Regions from separate parts of the Ovis aries genome. Here region 2 is linked to region 1. A link is a contact called in public Hi-C data. All regions are on one chromosome and are shown on one strand. The core of a region is the stretch at or near the end of the contact, and the rest is flanking DNA. Distances in the headings are between cores, read along the strand shown.

The links. Hi-C and Micro-C count contacts between places; a contact is called where the count stands out from the background.
Region 2: a contact with region 1 is called in a Hi-C map of liver, with 4 times the contacts expected there. The contact joins the promoter of PER1 here to the promoter of KDM6B in region 1. A contact is called at or near these places in 3 of 16 Hi-C or Micro-C datasets (blood and liver).

What each region holds. Positions count from the first base shown.
Region 1 is chr11:27,336,253-27,341,561 of ARS-UI_Ramb_v3.0, reverse strand. It overlaps KDM6B (lysine demethylase 6B), which reads right to left and starts at 2,724. Exons shown (of 24, transcript XM_042256653.2): 1 at 2,590-2,724. DNAH2 (dynein axonemal heavy chain 2) reads right to left here. Exons shown (of 88, transcript XM_060395415.1): 83 at 5,130-5,281; 84 at 4,888-5,002; 85 at 4,230-4,406; 86 at 4,050-4,124; 87 at 3,715-3,865; 88 at 3,203-3,582. The coding sequence ends at 3,428.
Region 2 is chr11:27,608,745-27,613,765 of ARS-UI_Ramb_v3.0, reverse strand. It overlaps PER1 (period circadian regulator 1), which reads left to right and starts at 2,957. Exons shown (of 22, transcript XM_060394819.1): 1 at 2,957-2,992. It overlaps VAMP2 (vesicle associated membrane protein 2), which reads left to right. Exons shown (of 5, transcript XM_027974934.2): 5 at 1-1,106.

The DNA.
Region 1 (5,309 bases), core at 1,475-3,974:
GGGGAGGGGCTGGGATGGAAAGGGGTGGAGGCCTCATCGCCTGGCAACTATCCCAGGGCACGTGCACGGGTGACATCATCCCAGGCCACCTTTAACACAGACCTTTGACCCCGAGGGGCGGAGAGGAGCCGCGGGCTAAGCTTCCTGGGAAATAGCCTCAGGAATTCTGGGAACCCAAAAAGGAGAGGAAGGAAGGAACCCAGGCGTCCCGCCCTTATCTTTTGCCCCCTACGCGGCTCCAATCCCAGGGACTCGGGCCTCTCGGCTCCTCCTCTCCGCCTCCAGCCCTGACCTCCCAACCCACATTTCTGACGGAGTCCCGACACGCCTCTGAGATACTGTGCCTTCTCTCTCCTGAGCGAGATCTCGCGTAGGGGGGGGCAGGAGGTGGGGGGCGGGGGCACCAGGTCCCGCGGGGCTCCGTCTCCCATCAGCGGGATCCCCTGTGCCCAGCCGGCCGCCAGCCGGAATCTGTCTGGGTCCCAACACTCCTGCCCCTCCCCGCGCTGTTCCAGGGCGGAGTCTGTGGAGTTGAAATCAGGACACGGCGAGAGGAAGAGTTATATAACTGAGAGAAGCCGAGAAGGACAAGTGAGGACCGGGAGAGACAGCCCGAAAGGAGCCGAGGGAGGTGCAAAGAGCACCAGGGCGAGTGGTGAAGAAACGTTAAGGATGGGAAAGATCTCGGTGCACACCAAGGGGAGGAATTCACGCGAAGACGGGTTGTGATGGTGCGGGAAGAATCACCTGGGGCGTCCGGGGCTTCCCCGCAGAGCCCTTCCCTGCTGCCAACAGCAGCCGGGCCCGAGCGCGTGAAGCCTCGGGAAGGGGCGCTGATACCCGTTCGGTTCCTCTTGGGGAGGCAACTTTAGCCAGAGCCCGGGACGGCAGCGGCGAAGCATATGGGGCCGGAAACCACAGCTCCGCCCAGCCCACCTGGGAGAGTGGGGCGCCAGCTGGGGTGGGGAACAGGTAGCTGGCTCCTCCCACGCCAGGCTGGGCATTAACTGCTCGAGACCCCTAGGAAGAAGGCTAGCGGACCCAGACGTCTGGGTCCCCAGAGGCTGAGAAGCGCAGCCCGGTACTCTTTTGCGAATCGAGTCTCTAGAAAGGAGAAACGGGGGCGCGCGGTGAGCGCTGACTGGCCGCGCAAGCGCAGGGTGGGGTACTCGGGCGCGTGCGGCGGAGGGAGGGGGGTGGGCGCGAGCGTGTGGGAGTGCACGTGCGGGCCCCGGGCAGCTCCCCCCTCCCCGCCTCCACCCCTCCCCTCCCCTGTCTCTCTTCCTTTCGCTCTAAGATGCCTCCTCCACATTGGCTGCCAAGGTCCTGATGTCAGGGGCAGCCGCTGGAGCCGATTGGGCGGACGCGCGAGTTCGGGAATCTGGCCCCGGAGTCTAGCTCTCCAGTTACTCTGGCAACAGGGCAAGCAACCCCCAAGAGGGAAGGGGAGCGGAGCTCATCACTGCTCCTGGGTCCCGCCTCCCTCCGGACTCACGCCGAGTCCGTTTCTGTGGCAGCGCAGCTCGCTGCTCCCCGGCTTCCTCCTAGGGCTCTCTGTGTCTCGAGAACCTGGCGACCTGCCCTCGACCTTCGCCGCGGTCTCCCAGCCCCCCACCCTGCCAACTCCCATCCTAAGTCAGCCACAAGCCGCAGCCGACAGGAAGCGAATTTCCGTTGCTTAGTAACCTGCCCGCGTGCCCCCTCCCCACTATTTATCGCAGATAGGGGAGGCGGAGAATGAGCCCTGAGCCCCTCTCCCGCCCCTGCCCTTCGCCCTCCCGCCCTCAGTTTCCTGTGAGGGGGCCGAGATGACAGGAAGTCAAACAAGCACTTCAGCCCACCTTTCCCTCTGGCCGAGCAGGGAGCTTCGGCTGTTTTCAAGGCCACATCCCCCACCCCAGAACCCGGAGTCGCGCTGTGCGCGTCTCGCTCTCGCCATCTCGCGGCTACGTCGCGAAGGTTCAGTGGAGAAGGGCCCGAGCTGGGTGAGCTCGTAACCCGAGGTGGCAGAATGGGGGCAGGACCGGGGATGGGGGACTAGCGCGGTGAGGCTGAGTGCAGCGGGGTGAGGTGCCGCGGAAGGGATGGGGCGAAAGCTACCGCTGCGAGGCCGTCGGGGCTGCCGGTGTGAGAGTCACAGCTGAGGCTACACACCTCATCCGTGGGAAGAACCAAAGGGAGGCTTAACGCGGCCCCAGGACCTGAGACACATCCCTTTCTGACCACACCCGCCCTCAAGAGTCCAACTGCAAACCCTGACCTTTAGTCCTGCCCTTCAGAGAGGGACCGCAGCGCTGCGCCCCCGCCCTAGTGTCGGGAAGGGGAATCCCAGCCCAATAGGGACAGGGAGTCCTTTCAGGGCCCCCTCAACATCCGGAACCCAAGACATCTGCCGCCCAGTTCTTCCCTCACGCCGCCCTAACCTCTTCTAGAGGATCCAGACGTCCTGCACCCAGTCTTCTTCCCAGTGCCTCTCCAGAGACCCGAACGTCCATCCTCATCTCTACCCATCCTGCGCCTCAGGCGTCCCGCCCCCCCTGCGCCGAGACGGTTTCCCTCTTTCCAGACACCCTCGCGGCTCCCCGTTACCTGGTTCTGGGGTGTCCCAGGTGTTCAGGTTCCCCAAGGTCGCCCAGGGGGTCGAGCGGCCCCCCCTTCTCCCAGGTCGGGGCTGGGGGGGCCGCTCCGCCCCGTGGCGCAGTTGGATTTTCCAACACAAACACCGCCCCCCCCCCCCCCGCGCCCCAGCCCCGCCCCTTCTCATGGTCCCGCCCCTTCTCGCGCCGGGAGTCCCTTTCCCGGGCTCCGCCCCGCTTTCTGCCGGCCCCGCTCGCCTCTGCACACGTGCCGAATATGATGCCGAATGCGGGGTGCAGGGTTCAAGATGCAAGGTAGGGGTCCAGCACGGACCCCTGCCTGACAAACCCCTATTCCATTCGGATCACGCGCCCTTCCAAAGTAAGCCCCGCCCCACCCGCTCGAGTCCTGCCCAGAGATTTAGCCACACCTTCTTTAGGCCCCACTGCCCTGCCCATTCGCCGAGGCCACGCCTCCTCTCCCTCTCCAGACCTCCCACTTCCCTTGCTGCTTTCCCTATCCGGCAGCAGCCCACAGGAGCGCTCATCCTTTGTAGGCCTTGGGCTTCCTCCCGACTACCCCCCCACCCCCCAAACCCCAGCCATCCCATTGAGAGACTTGGGGCTTGTGGTCGGGGGTGTTTTACTGAGCTGAGCTCCGAGAAAATTCTTAACGATCAACACGACTAGGTATTACCAGGGCCTCATCACGTGACAAATTCAACCGAGGTAAAGGCCTGAGTGAAGCCTAGTCTCTGTCCGAGGTACATTATCAGCCTTGGCTCCTGAAGTCCTCGACCCTCACCAACCCCCCCCACCCCCACCCCAAACGAAAAGAAGAGGAGGCCCTCTCAGTTATCCAGGCTCATGAGTAGAGCAGTGCCCCTCTTGATCCAGTGATCAGAGGTCATGGTCCCAGAGCGGAGGTCGATGCCAATAACGAAGGATGCGCGGTCTGAGCTGCCTGCCCGGTTGGGATAGTAATAGCAGGGACAGGAGTACATGCCTGCAGGAAAGGAGAGGAGAATGAGTCAGACCCTGGGGCCACTGGGAAAGCAAGGCAGGAGCAGGTGGGAGGGGAGGGGTGGAGCAGAGGCTGGGTTAGGATGCAAACTAGGGAGGGGGCAAACTGTCCCACCCTTGGCACTCTTCTTGCGGCTCTCAGTAGGCCGGAAGTGGATGGTGGGCATGAGGCAGACAAGCTGCATGGGCTCTGCCTCCACCAAGCAGGAGTTCTTCCGGTCCCAGCCAGCACCCTCCAGGTATAGACCCCGAACCCAGACACCGTCCTGGAGAGACATGGGGACAGGTTGGGGGTAAATACAGACCCTCAGTTGCCAATGCCCCCACCCCTGTCCTGCCACCTCTTTCCTCCCCTCCCTCTCAACCAGTCGTTTCCCACCTTTGCTGCCAGCCCCTCCTCCTCCACCAGACTCCCCTCTGCTCAGAGCCCTAAGAACATGTGGCACCCACCTTGGGTGGATACACTAGGTTGCTGTCGTCCACAGTGGAAACAATAAACTCCCAAGAGAGGCTGTCCACTGAAATCTGGAGATTGAAGGTGAGAATAAGGGAGGATCCTCCCACACATACAGAGGAGAGCAAATACATATCATCAGTATCCATTCCCATCACACTGTCCATGTGGCTCACATTGTTTTGGCGAGCTGACGACTGCAGCACGGCAGTGAGGAAGCCAGTGGGAAAGGTGAAGCCAGACAGCCAGAAGATCACAGGAGGCCGTGCCCGGCTGGCCCACATCTCAAACTGCTCCACACGCATGGCCAAGTCTCGGGTCCATGAAGCCAATGGCTTCTGTGAGGGGTAGGCCTGGAGCAGGAGATAGTGTGTGTTTATTCATTCACTTATTCATGCATTCAAATTCTTACTGTGAACACTTGAAGCAGATAGAAGAATATATGGTGTCAGCCCCTGTTCCCCAAACCATAGTTCGGCAAAGCTCTCCAAAAGCCAGTTTCCAGGAAAGAAGCATAAAATGACAACTGTTAACAATAGCACCAGCAATGCTAACCAATTACCATTAATGAAGCGCCTTTTAAGGTGCACAGTACCAGGAATCCTTGAAACATCCTTGGAGAAACTTAGAAACTTGCCCTGGCTAAGTTGCTATGTTAATAACTTTGCAAAGTCAGTCAGTGAAGGGCAGAGTCAGATTTCAACCTTGAACCTGTCTGACTCCAAAGCCCAGGCTCACTGCTTTCTGCTATAGGCTTCCCTAGGACCAGGAGGCTGCGGGTCCCGGAGTAAAAGGAGAGTTCATTGTTGGAGAAGGATCAACAGATAATCTTACCTTTCCCCAGAGCGGAGGGACATGGGCATCAAAAATGCAATTGAAAATCTCTTCCAGGCTGGTAGACATGACGATGAGGCCCTGGATGCCTTTTTCTAGGTCTGTCAGTGAGAAGCTGGATGGGGAAAGGTGGAGGGTTATGGATGGGATGGGCCTGGGAGAGCCATCCTAGGCAGGCCGTGAAGGCCTTTCCTCTTGCCCCCTCCCTGCGTTCCACAGAGCCCCGCCTCCCCCCATCTCACAGGATGGTCTCCATCAGCTTGTTGTATCTCTGAATCTCCTGCAAAAGGACCACATTGAGTGGGGAGGGGTCCATAGCCAGTAGTTTTCGGGTCCCCTCATAGTCGATCATTTCCGGGATCTTCTGTTTCACATCGGCAGCCAACTCAAGGACCTGCCGAGGCAGGAGCGTTGAGTGTAGA
Region 2 (5,021 bases), core at 1,708-4,207, 270 kb before region 1:
TTTGCCTACTGACATTCCTTTTGGTTTCCTTTCCCTCCCATCACTTTTCTGTTCAGTCTTTCAACCTGTGTTTCTTTTTTTACTGAGGATTTAGTCCCTGTTGGTCCTTGTATCACACTTTCATTTGCATGACATTACTTGCAGGTGGTGGGGAGCCTGGGCTTTTGGGGAGCCAGGCTATTCTGGCCCCCAGAATCGCCCTCTCCAGCCCCTCTAGTCCGGTTTGCCTCCCCCTCCCAGTTTTCCAAACCTCTTGTCCCTCCTTCCCCTCCCCCCAGCTGGTGTGTAAGTGTATTGGAGTTCAGTGTGTTAATGATGGACCAATAATTCTGCCACTTGGAGTCTCTCCCCACATTCCTGCTCCGCAGTTTTCATGTGGGGCGCTTGGCTGACATTCCCACGGGGTCTCCCTTCCTCCTGTCTGCCTGATCTGCCTCCTCCTCCTCCCACCAGGAGAGTTGGGGGTTGGCTGTAATCCGATCTGTTTTGGGAGAGGTGGCTACAGTGTGTGTGGGGGTCATCACTGCCTTGGGGAGGATGGGGCAGGGCATCATCCCCCCCAAATCCTGCCTGAAATCTCTGGCCCCACCCCTGCTGGGGGGTGGATTGAAAACCCTCCCTCATATGGGGGGTGTTACCCCATCACTGCCCAGCTCCTCTGACTGCCCCCCTGAATTTAGGGCGGGGGTACTAGTCACTGCCAATATGCGTATGGGACTTGCTGGAAGATGGGGATTCTTGCCCCTCTCCAGGGCGGTCAAGCCCAGAGAGAGCTGTCTCCCCCTTGGGTGAAGTGATAAAGAAATGGTCTAATGTCTTTAAATGGCACAATTTTAGGGGTCTGAGGGTGAATTCCCTTAACCTGCCACTGGAGGGGACCCCCAAACTCTTTCTTCTCCCCACACTTGAGGTTTTTGTGTGGAGGGGGAGCAGGGAGATCTAAGCTGTGGTGTGAAAGGGTAGGGAGAGATGCTGGGGGTGGGGGTGCTGTGTTCTAGACCCCCCATATTATCCCAGTATCCCCTGCCCCCCTTCCCTCACCCCATGCCCCCAATTCTGTGGCGCATCCAGATTGTGAAAATGTACAATAAATGTGTAATGAGTAACCAGGTGGTGTTCTAAGATCTTTTCTTAACCAGTGGGAAGGATATTGGATCTGCAGGTATAACCGGAACGTTGAGAGGATACATCTGGAAGAGACAGTTTTGCCAAGGGGCCTGACCTTGGGCAGGCCAGGGCAAAGGCAAAGTATGATTCTCAAAGTGGCCACGAGGGGGCACAAGGAGTTGGTAATGGAAAATGTTCATGATCCCAGTGTCAGCATGGTGAACCCTGACACTGGAAACCTGGAAGCATGACTTCCCAGCTTTCCCTGCTCTCCCTTCCCTGAGGGCATACCCCACTGTTTACTGGATCCCTTTCTACTCCTTGATGAACTCTCCGATGCTTTCAGTTTCTCCCGTGGTCATTTATTCCTAGGCCTGAAGTAGATGGGCAACCGTGAAATTTCTCTCCCTCATTCTGACTAGCACAGTGCCAGCATTCAGGAGGAGTTCATAAGTACTTACTGAACAAAACCTCTCAGGGAGAGCCAGCCAAGTGTGGTGTGGAGCTGACTAGATGGCCTGCCACCCCTGCTCTGTTGTGGCTAGATGGCCTGCTACTCCTGTGCTCTGTTGAGGGACTGGTGACCCTAGACACTATACTGAACTCTTTTAATTTCCACCTCTGTAACACTCATGATGTGGCACCATAGCGTCCCTGCCCGCAGGCACTTTAATAGTACGTGGAGAGTGCTGAAGGGCCCACTTTTCTGGGCTGCAGCATGAGGATTGAACAGCACAGGAAACTTAGTGTTTCCCAGATTTCTGGGCTCCTGAGAACTACCAGGAATACTTTTTAAAATGGATTTTCAGGCTCCTTCCGCAGACGTTGATTCAGCAGTTGTAAAGGAGCCAGGTGATTCTTCCAATTAGGTATACAGTCATCATAATGTTCACTTGTCAAGGGCTTAACTATTTTTGAGATAGTGCTCAGGGCCTATTCGCGCTTCATCTACTGAGTGATTTACAGGTTTAGGATTACCGCAGGCCTTAGGACCCACTTTCTTTATCAGGGACCTGATAGGAGGGTACCAAATCTTGACCCCATTAGAAACTAGCGTGTTAATCCGGACCGATTATGTAACCTCTTTGTGTCATTTATGAAGCAGTAGGAAGTTAAGTCAGCTGCCTTCTCTCGAGTTTGTAAGCAGTGCACCTCCTGGCCTACAAAAAATAACCTGGAAGGTGGCTATCGTTGTCATCATTATGACAGGGTACTGAGACCCGAAGACTTCACCCAAACGCTCCCACCTTTCAACTTCAAGGAGCTTCAGAAACCCAAGTCCGAAGTCCCAGCGCGGGGGCGCTCTTGTCACGCGCCTGACGGCTCACAAAGTGCCCCTACCAAAGCCACCACCGGTCACATCTGCGCATGAGCGGACTCGACAGGGTTTGGGAAGAGTGTCGTCAAGGAAAATCCCCAGCTTCTAGGTAAACAAGTTGCCGCGTGAGATCGCCCGCACGTGTCCTCTACAGCTCCGAGACACCTCAGCCTATGAGAAAATTTGAAGGGCTGGACCGGCGTTTGCGTCACCGATCCTAGTCAGGTCGTGGGGGAGGCAATGCTGCCACAGCCAATAAGGACTTTGGAGGTGGGTGGAGGCGTGGCTTTCGATCAGACTTCCAATTAACGTGCTAGGGCGGCCCCTCCCGCACGTGGATCTGTCACTGCTTGTTGGTAAACTGACCAATGAGAAGATGACGGAGGCGGGCGGCGCCAATAGTGGCAGCGCGGAGCCTGGGTGGCCGCACGCGGCGCGGGGCATGGGTCGGCGCTCTTAGGCCAATAAGCTTGAGGGGAGTGGCGTCCTGGTCGGCGGGCGGACCTGGAGAAGCGAAGTACCCTTGATCCTAGTTGGGAAGAAATTGGATGGCGTGCGCGCCGAACGGTGAGTGCTCCGGCGTGGGGGGTGAGGAGCGGCCGTCGGTATGGATTTTTCCACAGTGATGTGTTCTGTAAGGAGGGGTGTTAGTGCAGTGCAGTGAAACGTGAGTACTAAATAACTTCAGTAGGGTCCGACTCTGCGACCCCCTGGACTGCAGCCCGCCAGGCTCCTCTGTCCGTGAGATTCTCCGGGGATCTTCCAAATGGCGTGATCACCGCGGTGTGAGCTCTGATGGTTGTGGGGGAATAGGGACTGCGAATTCAACTCTAGAGAGAGGGGAGCGGGAGTCCCTTACATCAGATCCCTCAACGCCCTAAGGTCCCTGGACTCCTGATTGCCTCGGGGAGGGTCTTGGAAGTTAGCGAACTGAGGGAGCTGAGAACCCTGCTCCCAGGGAGTTAGGGGACAGGACCCCTGAGAGCCGGTGGGGGGCGTTCCAGGGCATGACTGCTGTTTGGGTAGGTACCTTAAACACTTGAAATAGGCAGGGGTTCTGAGGCTGGAGAGAGGCCCTGGTAGGGCAGGTGGGAGGGTACCAAAGGGTTGCTGCAGATGGGGTGATGTGTGTGACCCTGAGCTAATCAAATCTCGGCTCTAGGTGTCTTTCTTATGTGTAAAAGGGAGGGGTTGGGATTCAGAGCCATTCTTGGGAGTAAACGTGAGGTAGCAACTGTCAGATCCTGAGAGGGAGACTGGGCTTGTGCAGATTGGCTGTACATAATGTCTTCCTACGGAGAAGGCAATGGCACCCCACTCCAGTACTCTTGCCTGGAAAATCCCATGGACGGGGGAGCCTGGTAGGCTGCAGTCCATGGGGTCAAGAACAGTCAGACATGATTGAGCGACTTCACTTTTACTTTTCACTTTCATGCACTGGAGAAGGAAACAGCAACCCACTCCAGTGTTCTTGCCTGGAGAATCCCAGGGACGGGGGAGCCTGGTGGGCTGCTGTCTATAGGGTCACACAGAGTCGGACACGACTGAAGTGACTTAGCAGCAGCAGCAGCAATGTCTTCCTGAGTTCTTGGAGTGAGGAGGCACCCACAGGGTGTATCTGTCTGTACAAGCAGCCAGGCTTGTGGTTAAGTGACCTGCTGTAAGGTGGAAGACTGAGGAAGTTGGATTCTTAGGAAACCAGGGGAGCCGGTGGGTGCTAGGGGGTTCTCAAAGACTTTGTGAGCATGTGAAAACTGGGACTGTGATGATTTGAAGTGTGTGGAGAGTGCCAACTGAATGTCCTAAGGGAGAAGAGAGAGTGGATGGAGTCTGTGTTTCAGGCACCAAACTTAGAATTGCCTGGGTATTTGAGAGGCCCAGGTTCCCAGAACTGGTAACACCTCAACAGGTTCCTGAAGGTTAAGAGGCCAGAATTACAAACCATTATCAGAGCTCAGATTTAAATCCTGGGCCCCATTTATTAAGAGCCTGAGAACATATTATGAAGCAATTTAGGCAGGGTTAGTAATTTCTGAGGCTTAGTTGGTCCTTGTGGAATGGGGATAGTGATGCCCATCTCACAAGATTGTTCTGAAGATTAAAGAAGATAACGTATGGAAAGTGCTCAGTGCAATGCCTTGGTCGTGTCTTTTTTTTTTTTAGGTTAAAAAAAATGGCTATGGAGTGACAAAATAACAGTGATAGTGTAAGATTTATGTGAATGCTGTGGTTGGGAACTAGTCTCACATTCTTAAGGTGTTTGGTTTTTGTTTTGGAAGTTGTGGTGACGTCCTCCCCATTTCCCTCTTCCTGGTTCTTCTGGTCTTGAGATGCCAGGCTTGCTCATTTCTCCCTTTTATTCCTCTCCCAAGATCCAGGCTCCAGCCTGGGCTACTTGCTCTTTTCCAGTTCGATTTCCTCATCCTAGACCCACTCTCCTCCCTATCCCTCCTCCCTCTTTCTGCTGCCATAGTAACAAGAGATTCAGGCTATAAAGGGGGCCTCAGGGAAGAGCAAAGGTCTCTTGCAGAACCTGGGCCTCCAACTTCCCCGCCCTGGCTTTGGGACCGGGCCAGCAGATGTGTACAGTCTGGGA